3 separate regions of the Mus musculus genome follow, and all the other regions are linked to region 1. A link is a contact called in public ChIA-PET and HiChIP or PLAC-seq data. All regions are on one chromosome and are shown on one strand. The core of a region is the stretch at or near the end of the contact, and the rest is flanking DNA. Distances in the headings are between cores, read along the strand shown.

The links. ChIA-PET counts read pairs in DNA pulled down with a chosen protein or histone mark. HiChIP or PLAC-seq counts read pairs in DNA pulled down with a chosen protein or histone mark.
Region 2: an HNF4G HiChIP or PLAC-seq map of pancreatic cancer cells shows a contact between it and region 1. The contact joins the promoter of Snx4 here to the promoter of Pcyt1a in region 1. A contact is called at or near these places in 1 of 484 Hi-C or Micro-C datasets (CD4 T cells) and 1 of 115 datasets of contacts at active chromatin or transcription factors (pancreatic cancer cells).
Region 3: an RNA polymerase II ChIA-PET map of memory CD8 T cells shows a contact between it and region 1, with 28 read pairs. The contact joins the promoter of Rpl35a here to the promoter of Pcyt1a in region 1. A contact is called at or near these places in 1 of 484 Hi-C or Micro-C datasets (CD4 T cells) and 4 of 115 datasets of contacts at active chromatin or transcription factors (astrocytes, effector CD8 T cells, large pre-B cells and 1 more).

Annotation. Positions count from the first base shown.
Region 1 is chr16:32,429,526-32,432,239 of GRCm38.p6, reverse strand. It overlaps Pcyt1a (phosphate cytidylyltransferase 1, choline, alpha isoform), which reads right to left and starts at 1,319. Exons shown (of 9, transcript NM_009981.4): 1 at 1,209-1,319.
Region 2 is chr16:33,250,116-33,252,829 of GRCm38.p6, reverse strand. Snx4 (sorting nexin 4) reads right to left here and starts at 1,374. Exons shown (of 14, transcript NM_080557.2): 1 at 1,229-1,374. The coding sequence starts at 1,369.
Region 3 is chr16:33,055,080-33,057,793 of GRCm38.p6, reverse strand. Rpl35a (ribosomal protein L35A) reads right to left here and starts at 1,341. Exons shown (of 5, transcript NM_001130485.1): 1 at 1,284-1,341; 2 at 616-658; 3 at 252-404. The coding sequence starts at 626. Iqcg (IQ motif containing G) reads left to right here and starts at 1,608. Exons shown (of 11, transcript NM_178378.3): 1 at 1,608-1,643.

The sequences.
Region 1 (2,714 bases), core at 70-2,569:
GCACCTTTAATCTTGAGGCAGAGGCCAGGAGTCTCTGTGAGTTCAAGGCCACCCTGGTCTAGATGGTTCCAGGTCAGTGGCTATACATAGTGAGATCCTGTATTAATGCCTCAGAGCCAGCACTGGTGAGGCAGAAATAGGCAGATCTCTGAGTTCAAGGCCAGCCCGGTCTACAGAGGGAGTTCCAGGACAACCAGGGCTACATAGAGACACCTTGACTTGAAGAAACAAACTCACAAGCAAGAGCAAAGAAACAAAACCAAAACACTTTAAGTCCACCAAAATTTTTAAGCCCAACTGAAAATACTTGTCTCAGCCTCCTGGGTGTCTGAATTCTAGTTGTGTATCACCACACCCAGTTTTCAAACTTTAGCTCGTTTACTGCATACGTAGTAAGATGTAGGAAGCTAACTTTATAGCATCATTGCAAACACACCTGAAACCTATTTTATAAATCCTTACTATGTGAACACAGCGGGGATTTCTATTGTAGACCAGTTGTCTGTATTTAGTTAGTTGCCATCCAACTAAACTGTCTTCACAGCCCAATAGTAAACTGGGACTCAGAGTTGGGTGGCATAATCCAACTCTGAACTTTCCGCTTACTGACGAAGACACTAGCTCAGTGGTGAACTAAGTTTCTCACCCACGGAAGTTTGCCCGTAAAATTCAAACTCTGGTCTGGTCTCACACCAGTGCGGTTTCTTCGTAAGACCTGTGCCGGGTGGGTCCCTCGCTCATTCACTCACACTTTGTACACAAACACAAGTGCAAAGCACCACCCCCAATTCCTGATCTTACATTCTCCTCCAAGTCAGCCCTCAAAGTCGCTGCTTGTCGGTGAGCGCGCCCTCGCAGCCGCTGCTTCATGGTCCCTCGGATCAATCCCCTCAGTCACTATCCATCGATCAGTCAGTCCCCGGGTAGTCACTGCTGCATACTTACTCGGTCATGGTCCCGTCGCAGCCTCTGCCTCGTGCTCTCCGAGGTCAGAGTCCCTCGCATTTACTGCTCCGGGGGTCACAGACCCCTCACAAGCGGCCACCCCTGGGTCACAGTCCTCTTGGCTGTCATTGTACCTCGGTCACAGTAGCCTCCTGCTTCACACTTTCCCTAGCTGTCACTGGCCCACTCTTCAGTCGCAGCCCCCTCACGCTCCCAGCCCGCCTTTGTCCTCGCAAAGCACCCACTACCCGGAGTTTCCTTACCTCAACTCCTCCAGGCTCCGGTCCCCCTCGGATCCCTTCCCCGCGCCGCGTCACCGACTAGCGAAGTCAAATGGGTTGCGGGGAGACGCCCGGGAAACATCTGACCGGACTGCGGACCGGAAGTCCCGCCTCCCGCCCGCCCTCTTGTCAATGCCACCTCCGCATTCCTGAAAACCACAACCTGACAGAGTAGTTCCGCTTCCAGAGGGGCCGGGCGCGTGGGGTGACTGAGCCGAAGCGCTGGAGGCAGGCGCGGGGTCGGCGGGCTCGGAATTCCGGATGTGTGGCGCCTCCTGCCGCCGGTCTCCCGGCGTCCCCTGCGCCCGCTGCCCCTCGCCTTCTCCGCAGGGCTGGGGCTCCGATGTCCGACCTCCCCGAGGACTTCGAGCCCGCCGGCTCGGTCAGGCGAGCTCGGGTCTGAGCTCATCCTCTGTCTGCCAGTTATTCGGACCTGGGTTGACTCATCAGAAAACGAGCCTAGAAATCGACCCGGGAAGTAGTGGAGCAGGAGTAGAGGCGAGGGCAAAAATGCACAGACAAGGAGGCTGTAGTCTAGGGAACGAACTTCCTACGGTGAGCTTTTGGGGGATTTTGTTTGGCCGAGTCCCCCCCCCCCACACACACACACACACAACACACTTCTAAGATTTTGTGTGTCCACGGAGGCCATAAATGGGGTGACATGTCTTGGAGCTAGAGTTAACGGGCCTTTGTGAATACCTGGGTGCTGGGACCTGAACTCTAGTGGGTTTTGTTTTTTTTGGTTTTTTGGTTTTTTGTTTTTTGTTTTTTGTTTTTTTTTTTTTCGTTTTTTCGAGACAGGGTTTCTCTGTGTAGCCCTGGCTGTCCTGGAACTCACTCTGTAGACCAGGCTGGCCTCGAACTCAGAAATCCACCTGCCTGTGCCTCCCCAGTGCTGGGATTAAAGGCGTGCACCACCACTGCCGGGCTAATTCTAGTCTTAATTGAACAGTAAGTGCTTTTAACTCTTAACCACTGAACTCTCTCTCCAGACTTTTTGAGGGGAATTAAAAGTAACTATCAGACATGGCCTTTACTGTTGCCGAGACTGGCCTGGACCTTACTATTTGTCCCATGCCGGCCTTGAATTTGCAGTGGACCTCCTGCCTCAGACTCTAGAGTGCGGTCATTAGCCGCCACACCCTGTGCAATTCTGTAGCTGTAAGGCAAGTGGGAAGAAAACTCTACAGGAGAAAGATGGGGGGGGTGGGGGTAGACTTTTATGTATTTGTTTGCATTTTTTACTTGAAGATAACTGAGAGGAAAGAGGATGGGTGAACTTGTGCATCTGCTGAGGTGCTTCTAAGGAGAAAAATGATTAAAAGCTAGCACACACACTTAAGTTCAAATAGGTATTTGGACTTGGCAGATAAAATGCCCCCAAAAAAGGACTTCGTAGCTGGAGGAGACACCAAGGGCCTCTCTGGGGAAGATGGGCATCACAAAGGTAGTAGTTTAGACTGTAGCTAACATAGAAACCTAGGA
Region 2 (2,714 bases), core at 125-2,624, 820 kb before region 1:
ACAGAGAAGAACAGGCAGCGTAGAGGATTTTTTAGGACACTTAAAAGTTCATGTGACAGTGTGTAAACTATGGACTTTGGGTGACAACCTGGCCTCACCGCGTATAACATAAACGAGTCTGGTAAGAAGCGTGGACAAGGCACAAGTCTGAATATGAGAACTGAGTATACGGGAAAATCTCCCCATTTCTCTTTCAATTCTACAGCGACCTTAAAACTGTTCTCAAAAATCAAAGTCTTAGCCGGGCGTGGTGGTGCACGCCTTTAATCCCAGCACTCCTGGGAGGGGAGAGGGCAGATTTCTGAGTTCGAGGCCAGCCTGGTCTACAGAGTGAGTTCCAGGACAGCCAGGGCTATATACAGAGAAACCCTGTCTCGAAAAAACACAAAACAAACAAACAAACAAAAAGTTAAAGTCTTTAACTTATAAGCACACATAAATGGTTTAAGTAGTCAAAACCTCCAACTGCTGAGAAGTTCCTGGTTAGCTCTCTCGAAACTTAGTCCTCTCTAGAGACGCATCAATCATAAAAATGTACGGGTTACCTTAGCATGAATACCTACTGGGGGTGAGGGGGCAACAGCAAAATGGCTGGACAGGGGCTGAGCAACTGAGGGTCAGGGAGTTCAAATACAGGGCGCTAATGAGTTTCCTAAACATTTGTTCATCAGAGTCTACAAATCCGTCACGACCCTTTGGATGGATGCACTCACAGATTGACAACGCGACACTCCCTTAACTCAAAAGGTGAGAAACACCAGTTATCACCGAGGGGCGGGGATTGCAGGAGGAAACATTATAACGACATTACAGCTAAATGGAGAGTTCAACAAATGTTTCTTCCTCTGTCCCTTCTCTTTAACGTGACGCTGATGTCTATTTCCCGACGTGTCCATAGGCCAAGCCCCCCTTACTGCGCACACTCGCCTCTCACCAAGGGTGTAGCCGCCTCCCAGCGACCCCCTCGGCCGGCCGGAAACAGCAGCGAGCCTCTTCAGGGCCAGACCCCGGGGGACGCGCCCACTGACACCGCGGGCCACGCCACCACGGACACGCGTGACAACGCCCACGCGGCGCTCCGGCACGCCGCGCCTGTGAGTCCATTTCCACTCCGCATCGGGTCATCCTCCGGTCTCGGGACCGCACCCACCAGACCCAGCCAGGGCGGCCCGGCCCGGCCCGCTAGGCCCGGCCCCAGACCGGAAGCCTCCGCCGCCCCTCTCCTCACCGTGTCGACCCCTGAGCCGTCTTCTCGGGTGCCCTCGTTCTCCTCACCGACCGCGGCCTCCAGCACAGCGCCAGGGCCACCCAGCGGCTCCAGGGGTCCAGGCTGCAAGAGCTTCTCGGGGTCCGGAGGTGCCTGCTCCATAGCTGTAGTTTGGCACCGCGAGTCCAGTGCGCCTGCGCGGGGCCTTGACTCCAGCCGCCCCGCCCTCTGCTTGTGGTAGCTCCGCCCTGCGCTCTCGGTAGTCCCGCCCCTGCCCACAGAAACTCCTCCTAGGCAGCGGAGACCCCAGAACGCTGGACCACCAGCCAAGACCTGCGACCGAGGGAGGTAGGGGAAAGCTAGGGCGACTACAGAGGGTTGGCTACAAAACTGGTAATCTGGGAGAGCCGGTAAAGACATAAAGAAACTAAAGTGAAGTGAACTCAAGAAGTGCAGAAGCCACTCAGATTGGCGATCCCCTCAAGTAATTGTGTCATTAAAAAGAAAGGGAGATTGTCTTGTGACCATCGCCCTTACCTTGCATTCACAATTCCGTTTCCCCTCGCAAAGACCAGAGCAGCATCAATTATTAACTTTTAGAGAGTTGAGTAACGCATTCAGCAAAAGATAACGCCTAAAGATTTGAGAGGTAAGATGGCTGAAGCAGGCTGGAGAGCGCCATTGTTAAGTAAGTGTTTAAACTTTAGACGCTAAAGCAATTTAATTTTCTACAAGTCTCTTGTAATTTCCTGAACCTACCCCTTGGCAAGATTCCCTGTGGTGACCTGAAGAGAAATGTTCACTGACTGTAGCCTAAATATGGGACCTTTGGGTTGGTATTTTTGTACAAAACCTGGTCTCGGACCAAAACTGATTCTTGCCAAACATCCTTTTCCGGGTTGTGAAGCACAATTTCTTCCTCCTGGAGTTTTCTCCCTGGCTTGGTGGCAAAGTTCCATTCATGCTCAAAGCACTTTCTCTTGTTATTTTACAATAATTTGTTCTAAATCCAGCTTCCTCCAGCTAGACTCTAGACTTCTTTAATGCAGGGACCCCTTCTCCTATCCTTTCCCTGTTCCTTCCTTACAGAGCCTGGACTATTTATGTATTTAGGTATTTTATTGTTCGCCAGGGATTAGTTAGGTCCGGCAAACCCCCAGAAAACATGTTTTTAAATCAGAAGACTTTTTTTTTTTTTTTCCGAGACAGGGTTTCTCTGTGTAGCCCTGGCTGTCCTGGAGCTCACTCTGTAGATCACCAGGCTGGCCTCGAACTCAGAAATCTGCCTGCCTCTGCCTCCCGAGTGCTGGGACTAAAGGCGTGCACCACCACCACCCGGCAGAAGACTATTTTATTAATCACACAAGGATAGATTTGTTCTCATTATCTTGTGATCTTTTCCCAGTTTCTGAGATCTCAGAAAACTAGATCCTAAAGCCGGCAGGATGTTCGTTGTGAGCTGACCAGTGGGTGACAACGAGGAAATGACACCTGGCTTTGTAAGGCC
Region 3 (2,714 bases), core at 92-2,591, 630 kb before region 1:
CTAAGAGCTGTAATCTTTGTTTTTAACCATGTTAGGGACTTAACACAGGGAACTTCTACACTTGTACTACGAACCAATGGTGCCTATATAGTCCATACCACCGACAAAAAGATCCCTCTCTAATTTCCTCTAAGCTCTTCACGTGTCTAGGAAGACTCAACCACACCAATTTCTCACTAACACCCCTACCTTTTCAGTAGAAAAAACGAGATTAGTCAACCAAAAATTAAAAGGCATGGGAGCATACTTACTTTTTTGCCTTATACACATAAGCACATCTCTTGCCTAAGTAGAACTCCGTTTCATCTCGGGCATAAACGCCTTCAATTTTAAGAAGAGCCGTGTGCTCTCTTTGGTTCCGGAGACCTCGCTTGTAGCCAGCAAAAATGGCCTTGCACCACAGCCTAAGACAACGTTAAGAAAGACATGATGACTACCCCGTTACAACTTTTCATGTATCTTTTAGCAAGCCACCATGATTTGCTTTGTAGCAATTCCTACTCCAGCTATCTACAGCAGACCTCTCGTTCCCCTCCCGCATTACACTGAACTTTAGCTTCGCGTTTAATAGAACGAAACAGAAATGGAGAAAACGACTATTGTGAGATCGCGTACCTTCCAGACATACTTGCTGTTAGAAGTCCTGTTCCCAGCAGGCCTGAAAAACAAAACCGAGAGCTCAACCGAGAGTCATGCAGCACGCATCCCACCTGTCACTATTTCCCGGCGCGAGAGATGGCTTCAGTCGGCGTCCCAAGGATGGGGACCTCTTACCTACGCCCTGCCCCCTATAGAGGCAGAGCCTGGCAAAATACTCAGGGCTCCGACAACCAATGACAACGAACGACTCGGAATCGTGGGCAAAGGCCGGGTGGGAAGGCGACTCACCCGAGACTTAACTTCTCAAACCCCAAAAGGAACCCGGAGGCGAGCTCATGCCTCCATCAGTACAGAAAGCAGCTAACACAGGCGAGATCCGGCTCTGTGCGGGGAACCCAGCTCCCAGGGACCACCGCTCCCCGGGCCAGTAAGACCGGGGGAAATGCACCCATTCTCTCCTCCCGAGCCGGAGATCGACCGAGACCAGCGAGCTCTCCTCCCCCGGCCGGGGCCTCCACACCATCAGCCCGTCATCGCCTCCATCCCGCCCTCCATCCTCCTGGAATCCCCAGAAACCTCTGGCGGTCGGGTTCTCCGAGACGCCAGGTTGTCTCGGTGAGGGATGAAACTAAACGCACCCCAGCAATCGGGCCCCAAAGCTCAGCAGCAGGAACCCCCCTCACCTCCACAGGCGCCAAGATGGCGGAAAGAGGAAGGCAAGCCCCGCCGCGCGGCCTTGTGGGACGCACGCCCCGCCCCTCTCCGCGCTTAGGCCGCTCACACTGCGCCAGAAAGCAAAGGTCAGAGACAGAGAGAGAGGCTCGACTCAGCCAAGCCGCGCTCAAGAACTTTAAATTCTTTCCCTCCTGCCCTTTCGTCTTTGTAAGCGGCAACACGTATTATTTAGGAACAAGGAAAGGCAAAATCGTAGTCGACTAAGAAAGAATCAGGGGTCCTACTTAAAAAAAAAAAAGAGCTTGCGCGACGCGTTGCCATAGCTACCGATTAGTTTGGTTCCCGCCTCCAGCTGGGCTGGTAGAGAGGTAAGGAAAAGTTAAGTGTTTTCTCCTCTTCCTAGAATGGAGACTGGGATCCTACCATATAGGAGAGAAAAACCTGGAGCATGAAGGCAGGAGTTTCTCTTGATTTGTTCTTTTATTTTTTCCCATCTTTAATTTAACAAACAGGGTGTGGTAGCCGTTGCCCGTTAACCTCAGCATTTATTCCGGAGACTGAGGTAGGAGGATCACATCACAAATTCGAGGCTAGGCTAAGTTACATAGCAAGGCCCCATCTTAACAGCAACAAACATCCATGAGGCAAACCGCGGTCCCGGTGCTTGCTTGTAACCCCAGTATTCTAGCTGTGCGAGCAGGTGAATAGGACTTAAAAGACCATCCTCTGCTACATAGGGAGTGCCAGTCAGCCTGAGCTACATGAGACCCCATCTGAAAAAAAGGGAGACGATGTGAGGAAGTGAGAGATAGAAGATATCCTTCCATCCTTTCCCTGACTTGTCGGATGCAGATAAATTTTTTAAAATTCATTTATTTATTATATGTAAGTACACTATATCTGTCTTCAGACACTCCAGAAGAGGGAGCTAGATCTCGTTATGGCTCCATGTGGTTGCTGGGATTTGAACTCTGAACCTTCGGAAGAGCAGTCAGGTGCTCTTACCCACTGAGCCATCTCACCAGCCCACAGATAAATTTAATAGACTCAGATTTACAGTTCCTAACTTGTGCATTAATTAAGGCGAACTGATGGATCCATTCATTTAATCAGAGAGTAATTTATTGAATGACTACCACTACCAAGAATGCTGTAGGCTTGTAGGGCACCAGAGTAAACAGACTAAAACGTCTGCCCTCTTGCAGCCTACATGAGGGAGCAAGGATGGCATGTTGGCTCTGGTGTCTGTAATCCTTGCACTTAGAAGGTTGAAGTATGAAGATTGCTCTGTTTTAGGTCAGTAAGAGGTACATTATGTGTACACAGATATCCTGAGCTACAGAGTAAGAAATCTCATCCTTGCTCCCTCACTCCTCGCAAAAAAAAAAAAAAAAAAAAAACAAGACAACAAGCAGATTAGACATGTGGTATGTTAAAAG